Regions from separate parts of the Zea mays genome. Here region 1 is linked to region 2. A link is a contact called in public HiChIP or PLAC-seq data. All regions are on one chromosome and are shown on one strand. Each heading gives the region's core, a stretch centred on a gene start, on an enhancer-like site or on the middle of the called end of the contact. The rest is flanking DNA. Distances are from core to core; before and after follow the strand shown.

Region 1 (5,451 bases), core at 1,867-4,366, 280 kb after region 2:
TTTAGAGAGAGAGAGAAAACACCATCTATATACCATTAGTTCCAATGGTTTTTTTTTTAAAAAAAATATCGATTGACCATTTGCGTGAACTTATAGACATTAATGTTTTTTTATAAATAAGGTTAAAGTTGAAAGAAATTTTGACTTTGAATTAAATAATTATAGTTCACGATGGAGTGGGGGTCACGAGTAAGCGGTAAGCTAGTAATATAGCAGACAAAAGTATTCTAGAACTGAGGCAACAACCAACAAGTGCACTTCTAGATCTAATAAGACAAACATATCAGTATTATTGACAAGTTATATATATACCTTTACAAATATGTGATCATTGTACATTATGAAAAGAGAAAGTAGAAAAATATAACTAGATTTAGGTTATCCATATAAAAGATGTAACCATTGTACTTTATAAAAAGAGAAGATAGAAAAAGACAATAGATTTAGGTTGTCTCGTATCTAGCTAGAGGTGCATTTATATATATCTTGGAACAGAATTTGAACTATAAAAGTGCACTTTATTATGGAATCCAGAGAGTGCAGTGTTTTTACCCCATTATAAACTTTTGGTTCTTTTGGGGTTTTGTTTGGTTTTTTTTCATTAGGAAAATATCTACCGGCTTAGCTAGGAACAGCACTGCAGCTATGGATTAGACAGTTCCTCATATGGACCACACACTGATAATTGAAATACCATTCCTTCGACCCACCCATTTTACATGTGTGATTCTCTTGAAGTTGGAACCTTTTTTTACTGCTTAACTGAACTCCAATACTATTACTCAAAAAATGAACTGTAACATCTATAGACAGTGCACCTAAAAAAGGATTATGGGCCTCTTGATTATTTCGTATTTATCTAAGTGTAGCTGACTAATTGGGTGAGTAGCCAAAACTCTAAGCGTCCATCCAGTTCCTACTCAATAGAATAATCCAAACCAACAAACAAATAGACCTTTCTATGTGTACGTATATACGCATCTAAACTTCATCCCCATGCAGCAAAAAAGGTCTTAATTTTATCAATTGCGTTGAGATGCATGATCAATATAATTGCTCATCTCCATATCCCCTTTTCCAGTACTGGATCTTAGCTGCTGTGCAAGGACAAGGGCACAATGCAAACCCAGCAGCAGCACTACAACTACCAACTCCAGCTTTCCCCTTCCTTCCCATAAACCCACCCCCAAAGAAAGCTGCTAAAACCTAAAGCGTGGAAAGTTGCATCTTCTCACTCTCGTTTGGTGCTGTCTCTGTAGCAGCTCCACAAAAGCCAACACCAAAGACCCCTTCTTCCCACCACCACCCTCCACCCCTCCTTAATAATTCCTTCTCCCAGCACAACCTGAGTTGTAATTATTATACTAGTACTCGTCAGTATTCACCTTCGTTTATTGTTTGTTCCCCCATCTGGTTGTTGATCTCTTCTTCTCCCCTCGGGCGCTCTGCGGCTATATATATACGTCCAATCCAATCCCCTCTCCATTCGGTCTCCATCGCCTGATCAAACTAGCTAGAGGTGGTGGGGGGGAAAAGGAACAAGTTTTCTGGCTCTTCTTCTTGTTCCCTAGTCCCTCCTCCGTACTATTCTTAGCGCTAGCTGCTCTTCACCGAGATCGCCTCGCCGTCACCCATGTTGGGCTTCTGCGCCCCCGCCGCCGGATCGCCTCCCGACGAGGCGATGCCGGAGCCGTTCTGTTCGCTGCAGATCGCCACCACGGCCGCCGCCGCCGCCACGACAAAGAAGAAGCGCCGGCCCGCCGGCACACCAGGTAAGCAAATCTAGAGAGAGCCGTCCATATGTCTGCAGTGCAGTCTACATAAGCTCCAGTTGGCTTTGGCTACATGCATGGTAGCTAATAAGCTCGGTGCAGACTCCGAGATCGATCCATCTATCCTGCAACATGTAGTAACGCCCGGTACGCCACTGCTGGCTGCAGACCCGGACGCGGAGGTGGTCTCGCTGTCGCCGCGGACGCTGCTGGAGTCGGACCGGTACGTGTGCGAGATCTGCGGGCAGGGGTTCCAGCGCGACCAGAACCTGCAGATGCACCGGCGGCGGCACAAGGTGCCGTGGAAGCTGCTGAAGCGGGAGGCCGGGGAGGCGGCGCGGAAGCGGGTGTTCGTGTGCCCGGAGCCCAGCTGCCTGCACCACAACCCCTCCCACGCGCTGGGCGACCTCGTCGGCATCAAGAAGCACTTCCGCCGCAAGCACAGCGGCCAGCGCCAGTGGGCCTGCGCCCGCTGCTCCAAGGCCTACGCCGTCCACTCCGACTACAAGGCCCACCTCAAGACCTGCGGCACCCGCGGCCACTCCTGCGACTGCGGCCGCGTCTTCTCCCGGTAAAGCAACGAGCTTCTCCAACCATTGATTTGGGCTCACCAGCATCTCCATAGTCCATAATGCTCAGCTCTAACAAAGATTAGAAAACCTATTAAAAATCAGCTTAAGTTGTTTTTTCTCTCTTTATTTTTCTTCCGTCCGTTGGTTCATCACCGGGTGCACGGCCACGGGCCGGCGGGGGCCGGGGCTATGGGCGGCTACCTTACATCACACTGTAATACAGTGGAGTGCCGGCGGTGGCGCCGGCGCCGGCTCCGGCTCCGGCTCCGGCTCCGCTCTCCTTTTGGTATGTCTGCTATTATTGCGGCATTAACGGGGAAAGAAAAGGGTGGCCCGGCGGCAGAGTGGATCAGAGCACACAATTCCCGAGGGCAGCGCGCCTTCTGTCCTTCCGTCCTCCTATGTGTGCTTGCATGCGTGTGCCGTGTGCGTCGTGCGCATCAATCTCTGCTATGCATTTCCTATTGCTTCCACGGTCCGGCTTGTGTTCCCGATAGGCGCTAGCAGCCGCTGCCTTGGCCCTTGGTCCTGGGGTGTTTCGGCTTTGTGCCCGCGCTGCAGCGGCAAAGGCTACGTCGTCTTGGCGCGCCACTCGATGGCCGCACGGCGCAGCCCCGCCAGGGCCCAAAACTCCAAACCTGACAAGCTGACTCCGAGGACAGCCGGCCTCTTTGGATCCTCTAGCCGGCCGTGCTAGCAGTAGCAGCAGCGACGACGTTAAATTCATCGTTGTCGTCTCACGCTCACACATGCAATAAAGTCTCCCTGGTCACGCACTCACGCTCTTGGCTTTTGTTCTTGAGTTCACGCGGCCATGCACGCATCCTTGCCTCCTTGGTCTTTGCACTCATGTATGTGTGTACTAGCAGTAGCCAAAATGTTCCCCGTTTTTTTTTTTTTTTTGTTTCCGGATGATAATGGAGTGTTTGCTTATTGGTGGCAGGCGAGGAGCGCTGTACGTCCTATCTGAGATGATTATTAGTGCTCTCCGTCTCATCTGATGATGTCGTCTCCATTCAATGTGCAGGGTGGAGAGCTTCATAGAGCACCAGGACACTTGCAACGCCGGGCGGGCACGGGCGGACCCCTCGCCGGCGTGTGGCGCCGGGAGCACCGGTGTGGCTGCTGCTAGTGCTGGGTCGCAGCCGCAGGCGCCGCCGCCCATGTCACTGTCGAGGACCGCGTCGAGCACCAGCCCGTCCAGCGACATTGTCATCAGCCCGGTGGCCGCCTGGCCCGGTTCGTCGGCACCGACGATTCCAAGCCCTGCGACCGCCGCGTTCCACCGGTTCGAACAAGTCCCGTCGCCGCGGACACCGCCATCGGACCACCATCACCGCGGCGGGCACAACCTCGAGCTGCAGCTCATGCCGCCGTCCGGCAGCGGCGTGGTGGGCCGTGGCGCGCCGGGGGTGGCGGAGTACGGCGTCGCGCCACGCACTCCGGCCGCTCCTCCACAGAGCCACCCCGCCACCATGCAGCTGCAGCTGTCCATCGGCGTCTGCGGCGGCGGGGGGTTCGGGGACGAGGCGATGCTGGCAGCGGCGAGGGAGAAAGAGGAGGTGGAGGCGCGGGAGCAGCTGCGGCAAGCTGTGGCGGAGAAGGCGGCGGCGAACGAGGCCCGCGCGCAGGCGAGGCGGCACGCGGAGCTGGCCGAGCAGGAGCTGGCGAGCGCCAAGCGGATGCGGCGGCAGGCGCAGGTGGAGCTGAGCCGAGCCCACGCGCTCCGGGAGCACGCCGTGCGCCAGGTGAACGCGACGCTTCTCCAGATCACCTGCCTCGGCTGCCGCCACAAGTTCCGCGCGCGTCCGCAGCTCCTGGATGCGGCCCTGGGCGCCCCCGAGGTGACCTGCAGCTACATGTCCTCCGTCGTGACAGAAGGCGGCGACGCCGAGGCCGACGATGAGCCGCCCCTCGACGGCAGGGACGGCATGCTGCAGCGGCGCCGACACGCCATGGCAATGGACGTCATCCTCTAGCTAACCTGAAATGAGATGATGGTCTTCGTTTCAAATAGTTTCTTGTGTTTTTGCCGGCAAGACGCCGGGGTTGCATTTGCATTGGCCCCTGCTGTATGAGGTGTATCAGATGCCGATGCCTGATGGTGCGTAGACAGTGGAAGACCCCGCTAGCTCGATCGGGCCAGTGCTGCCTAGACTTCGAGTCCTGTGATGAGAAGGAAGGACCGGAGAGGTAGCCATTAGGCAAGTCCAAGGAGAGACGAAGACGAGGGCTAGCTGCTACTAGCTTACTGTGACGTACGTGCATGGAATCTTTCGGTGTTTGCTTCCTATTGGATCTTGTTGGAAAGAAACATTCATTATATTGCTCATGGAAAGCAAGTTGATGATGCCCTTTGTAAAGGTCTTCAGTAGCCAACAGGGAAATCAAGAATATTTGTCACACCTAAATTCAGCGACTGCAATATAACACCAAATTACATTAATTTGGTTTCTCTCGAGTAAAGCATCAAGAATATTTGAGCAGGAGCGTGCGCGGTTCGTTCGAGGGGCGGAGGGCGCCAAATGGAAGCGGCCGGCCAGGAATGGTGTTGGAAGTGCGAAACCAGATGGAAGAACCTGGGCTGAAACACGAGGGGTTGCCGCGGGAAATACGACGCGCACTAGAGATAATATTCCCATAACTCCCAGCAGGACACACTGTAGCGGCTCAGCAATGGCACTGCCCGCACGAGTAGTCCAAAACAACACGCACAATCACGCGTGCATGTACGCCAGAGACCAGAGAGCCTGACCACGCACACAGAGACACAGTGTCTTCTCTCTCTCGAGTCTCTCTCCATCGACGTCTCCAACTGAAATGATGAAACCCTGCTTCCGGAGGAGGAGGAGAAGGAGGAGGTAGGAGACCAGCTAGGGAATAGTGATGGCCGATGGGCATGGAAACAGATGCGGACGCGCGCATGGTTTTCAGTGCCGGGATGGCTTTCTTTCTCGGTCTATAGCTGCTGACTGCTGATGCTGAGCCTGAGCTGATCCCTCCCAGTCCCAGCCTCTGCCTCGCCTTGTCTGTCATGGCTAGAGATACCCCTGTCTGATCTGTACCGTCTCGTAGCACTGAAAGATATGCAGAAAGCTCTCACAGAC
Region 2 (5,052 bases), core at 503-3,002:
CAGATCATCGCAATTATTTTGTGCTTACGGCACCAGTAACAGCTACGGACTGTGGTCTCATCTCATCCCTCGTTCAAGTCCTCTTCCGGTTGGAACTGGGAAGATCCAACCAACCTTTCTGAATGATTCATGCGCGCATAACTTTCATCCGAAGAAACATGCATTATTAGCCCACGACGCAAAAGCGATGTACCATTGTGCCCCATTCATGCATAGCTTTTGGCAGATGCTTCGAATCCTTCTTCCCCCTTTTGGTTTAATTTTCCTGGCTAGCTTCAAACCCTTTTTCCATTGTACTCAGGCGTAGGACCCGTGTGGTGAATGATGTGAAAAATACATCCCGTGATAATGGCGACAAGGAGGAGGTAAATGAGAGAGCCAACAAATTTTACTTAAAGCCATCTTGCCTTATTTTTTTTTATTTGATCCTCGCACGATCACATTAACCCAAAAATTATTAAATTTGAACAATAAACTCGCAACACTACAGAGAAGATGTTCACAAGAAATCAGCTCAAAATTACAAGGTCTTTACCAGATCATTCAGAATTTATACTGCGCCATTCGGTATTAAAGAACGACATCTTAGCAAAATTGGTCTAAAGACCAAAGCTTTTATTCCAACCTCACAGAGGTTAAACACTTTGCTAAAGTTTACACAGATGGCAAAATTACAAATTTCAGATTAGATCTATGGATCTCACTCATGAGTCTAGAAGAAGGATACAACCTAACAACGATAAAAGAAATGATATGCTTGAAATATCAGATTGGTTGGATTAGACTCCCCATTATTATAGAGCTATTATACATTGACAACTTTTCTCTAGATAATCAGAGTCAAAACACTTGATCCAAAGGCGTATGGTCCAACTCAAGATCTATAGATCTAACGACCACGAGCTGTTTCACGACTTTGATTAATATTGATGCAAACTTCATAATAACGTCGTGTGTTGGCTCTAGTTCCCACCAAAACTTCACTTATGTTTTGAGATCCAAACCCAAATAACCATCTGCCTGATAGTTTTGAGGCCCAAACCGTCAAATCATCTTGACTTAATCAACATGGTCTACTCTTCCACGTATTGTTGCACTTATCAGTGTTTGTGTTAGCTATCATGATCATTCTTTCGTCTTCTCTAGTCACTCAGTCTAAGCTTTGATGTTCGTCCTTTATCGTTGTCAGTCCATCGGCATGAGTCTGCTTAACTTCATATTTGTTGTTGATCACCGCCTCTGTGGTTCACACCTATATATAGGGGTAGTAATGGATCGTGATTCAAATGCTTCTTTACAAAATGGTAGGGTACTAAATAAGTTTTAGTTCAAAAATAAATAGAAATAGGACCCGATCCTAATCAGATCCGATACTTAAATCTTATAGTGTAAAATTTAGAGCATATTGTCACCGCTACCTATATACTACAATACAAGTTGCCCCATCCACTCAGGCATTGAATACTCCACATACTCAACCAAAACCGATTATCTTATTGATAATCACTAATTACATTTGAACACCATTGGTTTATTATATTGGAGCTGTTGATTGGAACAACATATAATATAGTATGGTGTAACTCTTGGTTGGAACAATAACAAAAAAAATTAATGGTAGCTAACAAATATGACTTATCATTGAAGCAAATGAAAAAGGCCCAAGGAAAGTTGCCATGCTCTCTCTCCTGCCAGTAGAGGGGCTCCTTTTGTCCTGTGTCCCTAGTGAGACAACCCATCTAGCCTTTCCTCTTTCCTGCTTTCTATTCTTTTGCGTTGCAAGGGACGAGGACTCAAGGAGTACTACAGGACCCTAGCTTTGTAGGGTTCTTTCTTTCACCCAGAGTCTGAGAAGAGAAGGCTGAGATGCCACTTCTCTTTCCTCTGCCTCCCCCCGTCTCCGTCTTTTCCCGCCCGGCCCCGTCTCTTTTTGTTTCATTAATCTCTGTTGGGCTAGGGCTCTGACATGCCGAGAGAGGCTGAGCCACCACTACGGCGTGAGGGCGATGGGGGCACATGCGCCGGTGGCAATCGTCTGAAAAGGGAGACTCGACAAAGGAAAGGAGAGGAGGGTAGCGTTGCAGCAACTGGCTGGCCGGCCGTCTTTTGGTCACTCACTGCACTGGTGGTCACTGATAAACTGATGATAGGGAAAAGAAGGGGAAATGAGATGTGGAAGTGACCGGGGACGACGTGCGTGTCTCGGTAGGAACTGAACTGAAGTAGGATTGGCACGCACTTGCATGCTCGTTTGCTACGTCAGGAGCAAAGATTCTTTCTGAATTTTTGGCCTTCAGCAAAAATCTGGTAGTAGAGACGATGATGAGGCGACTTTGGTACATCTGTTCCCAGCTGATCCAAGGAGCCATTCGTCGTCTTCTCTAGTCTAGGGTGTGCATTCAGAGTCAGACCGAGAAACCGGCCGGGTTTGGGTTCTCGACCATTTTGAAACTTCTATGATAAAAAATTTAAGACCGGGCGGTACGGTCTTTAAAAAGATAAAACTGAGCCGTTAGATTTTGGTTCAGCCTTCATTGGTGAATGAACTCGTCAACTAACTACTATACAAGTTTATGAGGGCCAAGATATCCATAGATTGATCTACATGGGCAAATATAAGAATGAGCAAGTCAAAAACTAAATTGTCGTCTGGAACCTAAATTGTCATCTACAACATGTTAGAATTTATATGGCCTAGTTCGTCATGTTTGGGAGCATCCAATATTCCCCTCCTCCCAAACAAGCCCTTAGACCCATCATATGCAGAAATTCTAATAAATATCAAAGCAGAAATGCTTCATCGTACAACCTACGACCAGAGCACAATAAACATTAATCTACGACTATGGTTCCCTCTTATTCTGAACTAATAAATCATGAGCCATTAGATGATCCTAGTCATAAATGAGTCTATCATTGGACTCGTATGGGTAGCAGCGCTCATATCAAAGCTTAATTTTTTTTTGAACGAACGGCACGAGATTGTGCACGTTTCTATTAATAAAGAAGAGAGTGAAGCAGTGCCCAAGAGACACCGCAGGAAGGGTACATAGAGGTTACGTAATTACAGCATAGGTAAAAGCGCAAGAAGGTGCTTAGCACCTGCGACACCCCACAGCCTTGCCTCTGCCTTAATTGCTGCTAGCAGATCTGCCACTGACCTCTCTTGCCTTTGGAAGGTGCGGTTGTTCCTTTCCAGCCAAATGTGCTAGACCACCAGTAGGAGCAGGGAGCGCGTTCCCTTTTTGGGCACAGCGACTGAGCCGACCATAAACCACCACTGCTTGATAGAAGTAGAGTCCGGCCAGGTAGCTGGAGCTAAAGGGCCAATGGAGAGCCAAGATGCTAGGGCGTCCCAAATTCTCCTCGAGTAGCGGCAACCAACAATAATGTGATGAGCTGTCTCAGGGTGCCGCTTGCAAAGCGGACAAGAAGGACTGTGCGGCCATCCACGAGCTGCGAGCCTATCAGAGGTCCAAACCCGGTTGCGGATGATAAGCCAAGCGAATAGTTTGCATTTCGATGGCCCCCATGGCTTCCAAATAAGGGCTTTGAGATTGGAACAAGTGTGACCCATGAATTGAATCCGGTAAGCAGAGGCTGCAGAATATTCACCGGAGGCGTTGTAGATCCAATCGATGCGATCCTCTGTGTTCTGCACCAAGGAGACCGAATGAGCGAAGGACCAGAGCTCCACAAACTGTTTTAGATGATCCGCCGTGTGGATCGCGTGAAGATCAATGCGGTTGACCCACGTGCTGTCAGTCAAGGCCTCCCGAACAGAGAGCCTGCAGTCAGAGGAGGCAGCGAAGATGTCAGGCGCAATGTCCTTGGGTCGTCGACCGTTGACCCAGGCGCAATGCCAGAAGGAGGTCTTGGCGCCGTCGCCAATTGCGATTCTCGTGGCTGCTGCAAAGAGTAGTTTATCAGTGTCGTTGCAAGGGGTCTGTAACCCTGCCCAAGGGGCCTCTGGGACCTCCCACTCCCGCCACAGCCAGCGGAGCCGCAGCGCCCTTGCAAAGCGATGGATGTCAAGTACGCCGAGCCCCCCAAGATCCAACGGCCTTGCCACCGTCGGCCAGTTAACCTTGCACTTGCCACCAGTGAGGTTCTCATTCCCTGCCCAGAGGAAACGCTTCCTAAATTTGTCAATTTTTTCGAGCACCACCTTAGGTACATTAATGGCCGTAAGAGTGTGAACAGGTTGTGCAGACAACACGGATTTGACCAAAACGAGTCTTCCTGCAAAAGTGAAATTGCGACCTTGCCAGCATGTTAACTTGCTGCTAACCTTATCGAGAAGATACTGGAAGTCAACTTTTTTGAGCCTCTCAACCGACAAAGGAATCCCAAGGTATTTAATAGGGAATTGCGATCTTGAAGCAGGGAAGCCAGCAAGAATTTCGTCGAGATTGAGGCCAGCACATTTAATCGGAACGACTGAGGATTTCTGAATATTGGTACGCAAACCAGTCGCTTCCCCGAATTGATGTAGCAAGGTTGCGAAGGAATCCAGCTCTCTCTTTTCAGGTTTGACAAAGATGATGGCATCATCCGCATACATAGCGATCCGGAGACGTGTTCTAGCCTTGGCAACTCTAGACAGAATGCCAGCCTCGGTGGCCAAGTGGAGGAGGCGCTGCAGGGGATCCATGGCGAGCACGAATAAAAATGGCGAGAGGGGGTCTCCTTGCCTTAGGCCCCTACCATGAGTGATTGATTGACCAGGAATTCCATTTAGAAGCACTTGAGAACTGCAGTTAGCCAGTAAAGATGCCACCCAATCTCGCCATTTAGGAGGGAAGCCAAGATGAGCCAAGAGAGCGAGTAGGTAGTCCCACCGAACAGAGTCAAAGGCTTTCGAGATGTCAAGCTTGACAAGAAGCATGGGAGTTCCATTGCGGTGATATCTCCTGGCCATGTTGCGGACGAAAAGAAAGTTGTCGTGAATGCTTCGGCCTTTGATGAACGCAGTCTGACATTTGGAGATGATATCCCTCATGGTGGGCGCAAGCCTCATAGAAAGCAGCTTCATGAATAGCTTTGCGACAC

The links. HiChIP or PLAC-seq counts read pairs in DNA pulled down with a chosen protein or histone mark.
Region 1: an H3K4me3 HiChIP or PLAC-seq map of leaf shows a contact between it and region 2, with 7 times the contacts expected there. The contact joins the promoter of LOC100383692 here to the enhancer-like site in region 2. A contact is called at or near these places in 6 of 25 Hi-C or Micro-C datasets (bundle sheath, ear, leaf and 2 more) and 1 of 3 datasets of contacts at active chromatin or transcription factors (leaf).

Annotation. Positions count from the first base shown.
Region 1 is chr7:129,571,965-129,577,415 of Zm-B73-REFERENCE-NAM-5.0, forward strand. It overlaps LOC100383692, which reads left to right and starts at 3,117. Exons shown (of 3, transcript NM_001176330.1): 1 at 3,117-3,195; 2 at 3,288-3,299; 3 at 3,372-4,666. The coding sequence starts at 3,194. The coding sequence ends at 4,323.
Region 2 is chr7:129,290,414-129,295,465 of Zm-B73-REFERENCE-NAM-5.0, forward strand. No RefSeq gene overlaps it. Among protein-coding and RNA genes, the nearest start is that of LOC100277225, 33 kb to the left of the region's middle. Within about 2 kb of position 1,753, at least 16 of the 20 cell types and tissues checked have an H3K27ac peak or open chromatin away from gene starts, as enhancers often do. A contact at or near this core is called in bundle sheath, ear, leaf and 1 more, where this site is marked.